Linked DNA regions of Sus scrofa: region 2 is linked to region 1. The links are chromatin contacts, called in public Hi-C maps. All regions are on one chromosome and are shown on one strand. Each heading gives the region's core, a stretch centred on a gene start, on an enhancer-like site or on the middle of the called end of the contact. The rest is flanking DNA. Distances are from core to core; before and after follow the strand shown.

What was found. A called contact is a pair of places that touch in the nucleus more often than the background predicts.
Region 2: a Hi-C map of embryonic fibroblasts shows a contact between it and region 1, with 2.2 times the contacts expected there. The contact joins the promoter of PARVA here to the promoter of TEAD1 in region 1. A contact is called at or near these places in 1 of 5 promoter capture datasets (fetal skeletal muscle), 2 of 47 Hi-C or Micro-C datasets (both in embryonic fibroblasts) and 1 of 2 datasets of contacts at active chromatin or transcription factors (skeletal muscle).

What each region holds. Positions count from the first base shown.
Region 1 is chr2:46,668,450-46,674,499 of Sscrofa11.1, reverse strand. It overlaps TEAD1 (TEA domain transcription factor 1), which reads left to right and starts at 4,232. Exons shown (of 14, transcript NM_001142669.1): 1 at 4,232-4,378. It overlaps LOC102164222 (a long non-coding RNA gene), which reads right to left and starts at 4,827. Exons shown (of 6, transcript XR_002341571.1): 1 at 4,740-4,827; 2 at 784-899.
Region 2 is chr2:47,024,265-47,029,430 of Sscrofa11.1, reverse strand. PARVA (alpha-parvin) reads left to right here and starts at 1,329. Exons shown (of 14, transcript XM_021083311.1): 1 at 1,329-1,502; 2 at 1,504-1,642. The coding sequence starts at 1,395.

The DNA of each region.
Region 1 (6,050 bases), core at 2,983-5,482:
GGAATGTAGTATAGCTAACACTACTGTATGTTATAAAGGAAAGAACACTAAAAGAGCAAATCCTAGGAGTTATCACAAGGAAAAAATTGCTTCCTTCTTTCTTTTCTGTTTATTCTATCTATAGGAGAAGATGGATGTTAGCTGAACCTATTTATATAAGTCAAATCATCATGCTGTGTGCCTTAAACTTACACAGGGATGCATGTCAATTATTTCTCAATAAAACTTGAACCAAATTATGAAATGCAACAGATAAGTAGAAAAAGTGCTTAAAATAAATACATAGCTTAATAAATCATTGTAACAAATATCCACATAACCAGACAATAATATAACATTGCTGTACTCCAGAAGCCTCCTTTCCCATGATTTCTCTTTGTCCCAACATCATATCATCAGTGATAACTGCTACCCCAGATTTATTGGTAATTACTTCATGTTCTTCTATCTAGAACCCCACTTCTAGTTCTGTTACATAATTTTATACCTCTAATCAATGCTGTTAAATTTTGCGTATTTTTGAACTTTATGTAAACACAATTGTACTGCATGGATTCTTTCATTTCACACCTCACTCAATATTACATTTTTAGCATTTATCCATGTTGTTGCATATAGCTGAACTTCATTCATTTCAACCCTGTATAGTATTCCATTGTATGATTATATCACGATTCATTTATCCTTTCTACTATTAGTGGACATTTGGGTTGTTTCTTGTTTGAGGTTATTACAAAAATGCCCAAAGAACATTCTTATACATGTGTCCTGGTGCACACGTACCTGAGTTTCTCTTGGCTGTATTCCTAAGGGGAACTTCTGGCTCGTAGAGTATGTATAACTTCAACTCTAATAGCTGATACCAAACTTCTCCAACAAAGTTGTACAAATTTATACTCCTATAAGAATAGCGGGTCAATGTCATTAGAAATGAGACAAATTGTATCATTACCATTAATCATACATTTTTATTTTTCTTCCATAGCAATATCTTCCCGAGCCGGGTGCTTGCTTAGGGTAAATTCTAATTCAGTGACTTTCCTTTTTATTTTCAGGCTACTCAGAGTTTCTGCCTCAGCAGAATTGTTACCACTAAGTGGATCCCTGTTTCTCTCATACCTTACCAGTTAGATTCTTCAAAGGTAAAACCTAAAGGTAACAAATTCTTTTATCATAGGTGATATATATAATTGTTACATTTTAGGGTGGGTCATTCTCTGCAGGTGGTTGATCCTTTGTGTTCAGTATTCTACTGCCTTTGAGCTGTTGAGTGGAAGGTTAAGAGCTGGACTGCCTAAGTTTGAATCCTCACTTTGTACTTTCTAGCTGTACATTATTTCACCTCTTTGTCTCCCAGTTTGCTCATTTATAAAAAGAGAATAAATAAAAACACCTACCTCATAGGGTGACTACAGGGATTAAATGAGGTAATACATAGGAAGTACTCAGAACATTATTCTATTGTTTTGACATATACCATTTCAGTTTTGCGAGCAGTAGAGGAGTTATGAACATGGGCTGAAGTCAGAAGGTATTCAGGCTCTGGCTCTATACTTTGCTGATAGTGGGACTGTAATCAAGTCGTATAACCTCCCTCTACCCCATTTCCTCCCCTGTATAAACTTAGCTAATAATCGCTAAATTGCTGCCTTGTCTGGGTGCCATGAGGATAAACTGAGATGGCAAATGCAAAATACCAAGGGTTAAGTATTAGTGTAGAACATGGTAGTTGCCATCATTTTAGCAGGTGGCAACTACTTTTCCTGCCTTCAGATACTGGGGATGAAGAGCTCCTGGGCCCTAAATCCTTAGCTCCTCTGCACTGATCAATGAGTGGCTAAAAATAATGAGAACATGTGGAAGTTAGGGTGGAGAGACCATGAAAGTGACTGCTATTTATGTGTAGGTCCTGGGCAGTGTACACTTAGCTAAATGATACCCAGTCCACTTTCTAGAGGCTCAGATATGGGGCATCCCCTCCACCCCAAGCTGGAAACTAATATGATACAAGTGTTTGGAGCAAGGAGTTTTGCAGGTCCTAGGGAGGAAATCTATGCAAGCAGTCTTTATGGAAGAAAAGGTTTTTGATATGAGTCTCAAAAAAATGCATGTAGATGGGTGAAACTGGAGAAACTTCCGGTCAGGAAGTATGTCATGAAGAGCTGAATCCCAGGCCAAAGAATTTTTCCTTAATTCAGTAAGGATTGGGAGACCTTGCATTGCCAGGTGGCTGTGAGATGAGAGCTAGTATTTGAAAGGCACACAGGTGTACTGGGCTAATAAACAGTAGTTTAGAAACCCTACTGCCTGACACTGCCGTCAGATCCTAGCTGACATATTTAGGAGAGATATGCCTAGTACAGTTTTAATACCAAATTTGGTGTTTTCCTAACAAATTTCCAAAAACCAGAGTTAAGGGAGCTCATCATTATTGTAAGTCTCATTGTATCACCTTATTATCGGAAATTAGTTAAAACACATCAGTACTGACTGTGGTGGTGGATACCTATACAGGTGAGGAAATTGTATAAAACGAAATACAGGTGCACACAAATGAGTACAAATAACACTTGGGAAATTTGAATAAGATGTGGTGGATTGTATCAATGTCAATATCCCGACTGTGATATTATAGTTAGGACATTACCATTGGTGAGAAATAGGCAAAGTGAACAAAAGATTTCTCTGCATCATTTTTTTTACAACTGCATGTGAATATTCAATTTTTTCAACACAAATTTCAATTAAAATGCATTAGTTAAAGCTATTCTTTGTAGAAAACGTGCCATCACATTCCATTTCCTTCATATTTAGGGGATTCCTGGGTCACACAAAACAGGAGGCTGAAAAAAGGCGGCATTATTGATCCTGGGGTCCCAACTGGAAAGGAGAGCAAAATGCCCCAAGGAAAGGGGTTAACAGCACAGGGATCGCTTTGCTACTTGGATCTAAGTGAAACTGCCAGTTACAATTACTCCAAACCTAGTTGCTTTCTGATTTACCCACAGTGTCTACTATGTCACTTTACTGTCACTATCTCCAAAGATACAGTTAAAGTTAGTCTAGGTGTAAGCGAAGTTTACCCACAAAGCAAAAAGAAAAAAAAAAAAAAAGAAAAAGAAAAAAAAGTGACGTGAAGGTGCAGGATGCAGCATTAAAGAGTTAGGGATTTTTACCTGACTCATTGCTTTCGAAAAGCACAATTCGCAGGGATTAGTGAACTTGATTTCTTGAGCGACTTGGAGGAGACCGTGTTAGCGGGGCAGGATTATTACAAACCCAGCAATTATCTTTTCCCCCCCGCTATGCTAAAGGTTTCCCTTCTCAACAGTAGGGCTGACTTCGACTTGAGCGAGAGCCCTGAACTTTTATAAAGTGAAAAAGAGGGAAAGCAATTGCAGGCTGGGAATCCGGCCCCGGGAAGGCGTCCACCGTGCTAGAGAACAACGTAAATTTCCAGAAGAGAAACTTCTCTTCCCCACCCTTGCAGACTTCCGCGAGACCAGGAGCGCTGTAGGCAGCAGCCCAACCTTCCGCGTCCCGGAGGAGGGAAACTGAGGCACTGCAGGAGCTTCGAGCGCAGCTCGGACCTCATCGCCCGCCCCACGGAGGGAACCTAGGTTTCCACAGTTTTCCGCGCAGCGCTGGCACAGCCAAGGCGCCCTCCCCAGTCCGCCCCGCCCAGCTCGGGACAAAGCCCGGAGCCCGCTCCCGGAGGGGGCAGGGCGGCTCCCGCGCGCGCCCGGCTCCCCCGTGGGCGCGAGACTCCGCCCCGCCGCTCCTCCGGGGGGAGCCCGCGCCCCAACGGCTAGGCGGCGGAGCCGGGCCCGCCCCGAATCCCCATGACGTCACCGGCGGCGGCAGGCCCCGCCCCCGGCCCCGGGCGGCAGGCCGCATGACGTCACCGAGGCCCCACCCCTCCGGAGCGAGTTCGGTCCTGGCGTTCATTTCATTCCTGTCCTCATTCCGAACATTCTTAGCATCGCTCGCGCCTTGCCGCGCCGCCCGAGCCGAGCCGAGCCTCTGCAGCCGCCGCCGCGGCCCCGCCGCCCGCCGCGGGCGCCCACCAAGCACTTTGCAGACTCGCTTCCACCCTGCGGGCCAGTCCGCGCGGCGGGGCCCGGGCCCGGGGCGGCCGCGTCCGGGGACAGGCCATGCAGTGAAGCCCCCCACCCCGTCCACCTTTGCCCGGAGCCGCGGGCAGCAGCCCCGTACGCCCAGCCGGCCCCGGGGCAGGAGCAGTGCTAACAGGGGTGGGGTGGCCCAGCCCGGGGACTGGGAGCCGGGGAGGGAGCCGGGCTCCGAGCTGAAAGCGAGGGAAGCAGCGCCGAAGTTTGCCTCGGACTCGCCGGGCGCTGCGGCGGCTCCCTTCGCCGAGGTAAGTTGGCGCGCGGGGCTGATGCTGGGTGCGGGGGGTGCGCCGGGCGTCGGGGCGGGGGGACGGCGGCGTCCGGCTCGGGCCGCTTTTTCTCTCGGGGCTCTGCTTTGTGTGCGGCGGGTGAGCGGGCACGCGGAGGACTGGGGCCGGGCCCCCGCGCCCTCCTCCCCGCGCCCCTTCAAGGTGAGCGGCTCGGCGCCGCGGCGCGAGTTCCCGGGACGCCAAGTTGGGCCGCGCGCTGAGGAACCCGCGCGGCAACAGGCGGCCCCGCCAGCGGCCGGGAGGCGCCGGGGCGGCCGCGCCGCGCCCCCCGCGCCCCCCTCTCGCGCCTGTCCGCCAGCCCGCGCGCACACGCACACACCCTCGGGCAGTTTACACGTTCTTCTGGGAGAAGTCAGAAGTTCGGAGCGAGCGCGGGCGGGGAGAGCCGCCGGCGCCGCCTGGGAGCCCCAAGCCGGCCCGACTCCCCCCACCGCGTCTCCCTGGCCGCCCCAGGCGCCGGGGCCCCCGAGGCCCGCCCGGGGTCTGAGCCGACTTGCGCTGCTGGCGGAGGTTTCGTTCCTTCTCAAAGATGAAAGGAGGCACGGTCGTCTTTGCCGCTTCTCCAGGACTGTTGCTACCGCCGCCGCTGCTTCATTGCACATTCAAGTGGAAAATTTTCAGGAGTCAGCAGAAACATTGTGTCCAAAAAAGACTGAGTCGCAGTTACCACCAAACCCTGGAGGAGACTCTCCTTGGAAAACTTCCCTTTGGTAGGAAATACTGGGGGATTTGTTTGTTTATTGGAAGAGAAATGATTCCCCAGGAGGGGAGAAAATCAGGGTGCACTTCTAGTCTTTGTTCGTAGCAGCAACATTTGTTTTGTTCAGAAGTGCAGAGGCCCGCTTTAAAGAAAGTTCAACTTGTATGAGTTTCCTTTTTTTTCTTTTAAAATGTGTTTTTTAAAAACCGAAGAAGCATTTTAAATGAGTTGAAAACAATGGAGGGCTCACACCTTCCTTATTTTCCTCCTACGAAAATAAATAAAATCCAGATCATTATTTTCTTTTGCTTTTTAATTCTTTCTTTTTAAAGATTTATTTAAAGTTGAATGGTGTCACTGTATAAAAATATTTATGGAACAATGAAATACCAGCCACCAGCATTTCTCAGGAGGCTTGTTAACGTTTCAGAAGCAAGTGGCTGCCTGTGATTTGCAGAAATGAAAATTGACCTCAGTGAGCACTGGAAACTTAGAGACAGATGATGTTCCAGGAGCGGGTAATGTAAAAGGCCGTGTTTTAAAAACAGTGCCTTGGAGGAAGCCCAGGTCCTGGGACAGAAAGGTCTGCAAAACCTATCAGATTTCAAAACAGTTCAAAAAATATTTGTATTAAAAATGCTACAGACATTGCAAAGTGTCAGCTCAGGACAACGACATGTTTTTTTCTTCTCCACCCTTCATCCTGATTTTTTTCTGGAAGTTTAGGTGGTCTGATCACTTGTGGTGTGGTGGGTACCTGCAGGTGGTTCCCTGAATAGATTCCTGCAGGAAGACTCGGTCTGGATTCATTGTCAGAGCAGGGAGTGGGCTCCCTTCTCTGCTGCTTGCAGTGAATCTTGGCTGGTGTCTCATTCCCCCGGGGGGGGGGGGTTCTCTGCCAGGGTACTGTGAAGTAGTGGTTGGGGAACA
Region 2 (5,166 bases), core at 80-2,579, 360 kb before region 1:
CTGTAGCTGCCAGCCTACGCCACAGCCACAGCAGTGTGGGGTCTGAGCCACGTCTTCAATCTACACCACAGTTCATGGCAACGCCGGATCCTTAAACCACTGAGTGAGGCCAGAGATAGAACCCTCAACCTCATGGTTCCTAGTCATATTCGTTGCCCCTGCAGCAACAGAGGATGGGAAGTCCCAGACCACAATGCTTTTTGAGCACTCCTGTCTGCTCCATTGTTTTGTTTCTCTATTACTAGTGGGCCTGTGGCTAAAAATGGACCCCCCCACCCTCCACCCCACTTTGAGTCTGCATAATCATCACTAAGTGCTGGACTTCTGACAACCATCTCCAGCTTAGTTCAGAATCTTGATGGAGACTATCTGATTGGCTGCTCTCCAATCAAGCATTAGGGCCCTTTGGGTCAGGTGATCACTCAAGGTCAATCAGCTGTAGCTACTTGGAGGAAACAGTTGCCAAGGGGTTGTAAGAGACAGAGAGAGACTGCAAGCCATGAGGGGTAAGGAGGAGAGGGAGAGTCCGAGGGGGAATCCAAGGGAGCAAAAAGAGCCCAAGTGAGAACAGCAAGCAGCCAGGCACAATAAAACGCGCCTTTAGTCATTTCCAGCCTCAGTCCTTGCAATGATAGCATTTCTGCCACTCCTCTTATCTCACTGAGTGTGGATGTCCATCTGTTGCTTTTATTTAGGCAAGGTAAGTTGAGGTGGGGTTGGGCAGGTCTTATAGGAACCCATGACCCTTCCTTCCCATTCACATTTCCGCCTGCATTTGGGATCCTCCTTTATACAAGCCCTTGAGCTGCTAGAAACAAGGCTCTCTCTTAAGAAGAGGTCTTGGTCCGAGCGCCTGAACTTCAAACTGCTCATTTTTTGTTGTGGGGTGAAGGAGATTGCCAGCCATGGATCAGTGCAGGAGCAGTTGGATGTGCCCAGTTGGTAGGGCTCGAACACATTTTAGTTCACGCTAATTATTTCTTCCCGAGCTGGTTGACTCTCTTTCGTGGGCACAAGACACGGGCCTCATAACTGCACGGTTAAAAATGCAAAGGAAGAGCGAGCTCCTCACCAAGCAGGCGGACCAAGCCATCAGGAGACAGAGTAGCATGTGGGTTCGGTTCAGCAATCACGGAACCCGGGATTAGAGCGAGGAACTGTGCTGGATGCGGAGCCAGGGGAAGTGCAGCCTCCAGGCTCCGGGGCTCTCAGGTTGGAGGGTCGCACACACAGAAACAGATAAGGCCTCACGTCCAGCATGAGGGAGATCTGGGGCATCTTTCCAGCCCCGGCACCGGCGGGGCGCCGGTCCGGAGCGCGCAGCTCCTTGCAGGGCGGAGGGCGGCGCGAGGGAGGGAGAGAGGGAAGGGAAAGGCGAGCGTGAGCTGCCTCAAATGCTTGGAATAATTCCGCTTCCGTTTGGAAAGCCGCAGCCTCAGTCCCGCCGCGTCCGCCCAAGCGCCAGCTCCGCGTCCCGACCGGCCCGCGGCTGTCCGCTCCGCCGCCATGGCCACCTCCCCGCAGAAGTCGCCGTCTGTCCCCAAGTCCCCCACTCCCAAATCGCCCCCATCCCGGAAGAAAGACGACTCCTTCTTGGGGAAACTCGGAGGGACTCTAGCCCGGAGAAAGAAAGCAAAGGAGGGTAAGTGCGGCCCGGGCCAGCGAGCCGCAGGGGCTGGGGGGCCGACGGGCCGGGGCTCCCGGGGCTGGGCGGGAGCGCGCCGCGGGTGCCCGGCTCTGGGGGTGGGGGGAGCGGCGGCGCGGGCGCGCGCGCTGCGCGGGAACATCCCGGGGGGACGGGCCTAGTGCCCGCCCTGTTCCGAGCTCCAGGGGCGCTGCCCTCTGGGGAGCCGAGGCGATCGGATAGGGCCGCCCGGGCCTGGGATCAGGCGACGCCTGCGCTGGGCCGGGGGCCGAGGAGGTGGCAGGGCCCGCCAGCCCGGAGGCGGCGTCTTCTCTTAGGCCTCAAGTCCCCGCCTTCTCCGCGCTGAAGGCTGGCACTTCCAAGTTTCTGCTGCAACTTTTCTGGGCGCCGTCACTCTCACTCTTTGCCTTCATTGGTCTTTGAAATCAGATCATTTGCTAGACCTGCTGAAGTGTGCGGATGCAACGTTGGTCTCTGGATCTTTTGTCCATCCCCAGGGCTCTGTTGGGTAGATCTCGACACCAAATGTTTGTTGAATGAATGAGTGGAAATCTGGCTGTCCTAGTGGTCCCGCCGCGTGATAAATGATAAAGTTGCACTCAAGACGAAAACCTCGATTAAACACACAACAGAAGCATCCTGGGCTGTGACCTTTTTGTGAACTCAGGAATTAAGGGCCCTTGCAAAAACCATTTCCTTTTTCCCACCAGGGTGAATTGAGGCGATCTCATTTTTTTCCAGGACCATGTCCCATGGGCAGATTTTGCATCCTGTTTGTTTGATTTTTTTTTTTAGTTGATTTACAATATTGTATTAGTTTCAGGTTAGCATAGTGACTTGCTGTTTTTTCAGATTATATTCCCTTGTAGGTTATTACAAGATACTGGATATAATTCCCTGTGCTATACAGTATATCCTTGTTGCTTACCTACTCTCTATATAAATCCCATATTCTGTTAAACCCATACCCTCAATTTGCCCCTCCCTCCTTCCCTCTTCTCTTTGGTAACCACAAGTGTGTTATCTTCATCTTTTTTTTTTTTTCAGTGATTTTTATTTTTTTCCATTATAGTTGGTTTACAGTGTTCCGTCAATTTCTACATACAGCAAAGTGACCCAGTCACACACACACACACACATACATAGAGAGATTCTTTTTCTCACATTACCCTACATCATGCTCCATAAGTGACTAGATATAGTTCCCAGTGTTACACAGCAGGATCTCATTGCTTATCCACTCCAAATGCAATAGTTTGCATGTATTAACTCCAGACTCCTAGTCACAAGTTTGTGTTCTATATCTGTGAGCCTGTTTCTGTTTTGCATATTCCATTCATTTGTGTTATTTTCTAGATTCCGCATGTAATTGAAATCATACTATATTTGCCTTTGGCTTACTTCACTAAGCATAATATTCTCTAGGTCCATTCACATTGCTGCAAATGGCAATATTTCATTCTTTTTTGTGGCTCAGTAGTGTTCCATATTATGTAAATATGTATGCCACATCCTCTTAATCCATTCGTCTGTTGAGGGGCATTAGGGCAGCTTTCACATTGTGGCTATTGTAATAGTGCTGCTACGAACATTGGGGTGCATGATTTTTTTGAATTAGTTTTCATCTTTTGCAGATGTACTTTAGGAGTGGAATTGCTGGATCATATAATAGTTCTATTTTTAGTTTTTTAAGGAATCTCCATACTGTTTTCCAAAGTAGCTGTGCCAATTTGCATTTCCACCAGTAGTGTGCGAGGGTTTCCTTTTCTTCACATCCTCTCCAACATTATTTGTAGCATCCAAATTTTTATGTTGAATAATGAGGTGACAGTTTTTTGCAAAAGGTCTAGTGATTGGTGTGTAGAGTTGCTTAGTTAAAAAAAAATCTGTTTTTTTAGATTCTTCAGCGGTTTGGGAATAAATATTTGGAAGGTTGCGATGCCGAGATGTGAAATAAGTTTTATGTTCCTGAGTTATCTTAAAGCATGAAAAAGAACTGTGTTGAGAATGATCGAACTTGACACAGAGAACTATCCTGTATATTGAACCCAGAAGCAGCAAAACACATTCCTGAAGAGTTTCCACTGTGGCTCAGCGGGTTAAGAACCCACTGCTGTCTTCAGTGAGGATGTGGGTTCTATCCCTGGCCTTGCTCATTTGGTTAAGGATATGGCATTGGTGCAAACTGCAGCACAGGTTGCAGATGCGACTTGAATCCAGTGTTGCCATGGCTGTGGCGGAGCCTCAGCTGCAGCTCCGATTCTACCCCTAGCCTGGGAAATTTCATATGCTGCAGGTGCTTCCATAATAAATAAATAAAAAAAACACATTCTCAAAAATGTTTCCCCCCATTGTGGATATTTTGGTAAACCATTGTCTGTGTAGTGTGCAGTTGGTAACAAGAGGTGAAATCCTGGCTTGGAGAGTCCTATTCTAGTCTATGCCTGTAACTTTTTTCTGGGCTGTGCCCAGTATTTCCTATGGACTTCCTATAGTGTTCCTGGTGGGCTCTCTAGCTTAAGACTGGGCATCTCAGAATTACTGAAACTTGCCACCTACCAGAAACCCTCACCCTATTTTGCCAACTCTTTGGAAAAGATTACTTTATATTGAGTCCAAAGTTGGCCTCTCTGTATCTTCTACCATTGGGTTCATGCAGCCAGGAGAATGAGTGGGATGGTGGCTCTTCTCTTGTTCCAAGTGGACCAGTATATTTTGTGAAGTCCCTTGACCAGTCCAAACATCTTCTCTTCCTATAACTGGTTCTTGTAGATGGCTTCATGGCCTTTGGTATCCTGTCTTTTTAGTTGTAGTCAGGGTTCCTGCAGGAAACAGAAGGACAAGTTAGTTGGGATTTTGCAACTAATGTAGTAAAGGGATTATTTACGGAGGTGTGGGCAAGGATGAAGGGAACCTAGGAGGATGCTGAGGCACCTAGAAGTTACCAACAGGGGGAAGCAGTTACCACCCCTAAGGTAGAAGGGACAAGGGAGCAAACTGGTACCCAGTGAGAGCTGGAGCTGGGGAAGCAGGGGGTTTTTGACAGGAATTGTAGCTGTAATGGGACACAGCAACCATCAGAAATATGGAGATGGAGCAGGGAGACAGTGGCACTAGAGATACTCTGCATATTCTTTCTCTTCTTGCCCTTGAATCTCTTGCTGGTACTTCCCATTGGCTCAGCCCAGTGGGACGTCACCAGAGCAAAGGAATCTAGGTGATGCAATGCACAGGGGTCAGCTCCCTTAGGAGCAGTGCAGCAAATAGGTCAGAATGGGATCAGTGTGGAACAATGGAGAATAACTAGCAGATTCCCTCAAAGTGAGCTGCCCAGAAGTCAACATGGTATGATAGTGGACCAGTCCATTAGCTCAGGGCTGTCACCTTCTCTGTTCTAGCTTAGACACCGCCATTAATGCAGCTGAGGCTACTTTTCTTCATTCTGCCCACAGCATCACACATTATCTCTCGTTGAGCTCATTATCAGCTTACTCAAAGACATTTTAATGTGTGTTGCACCT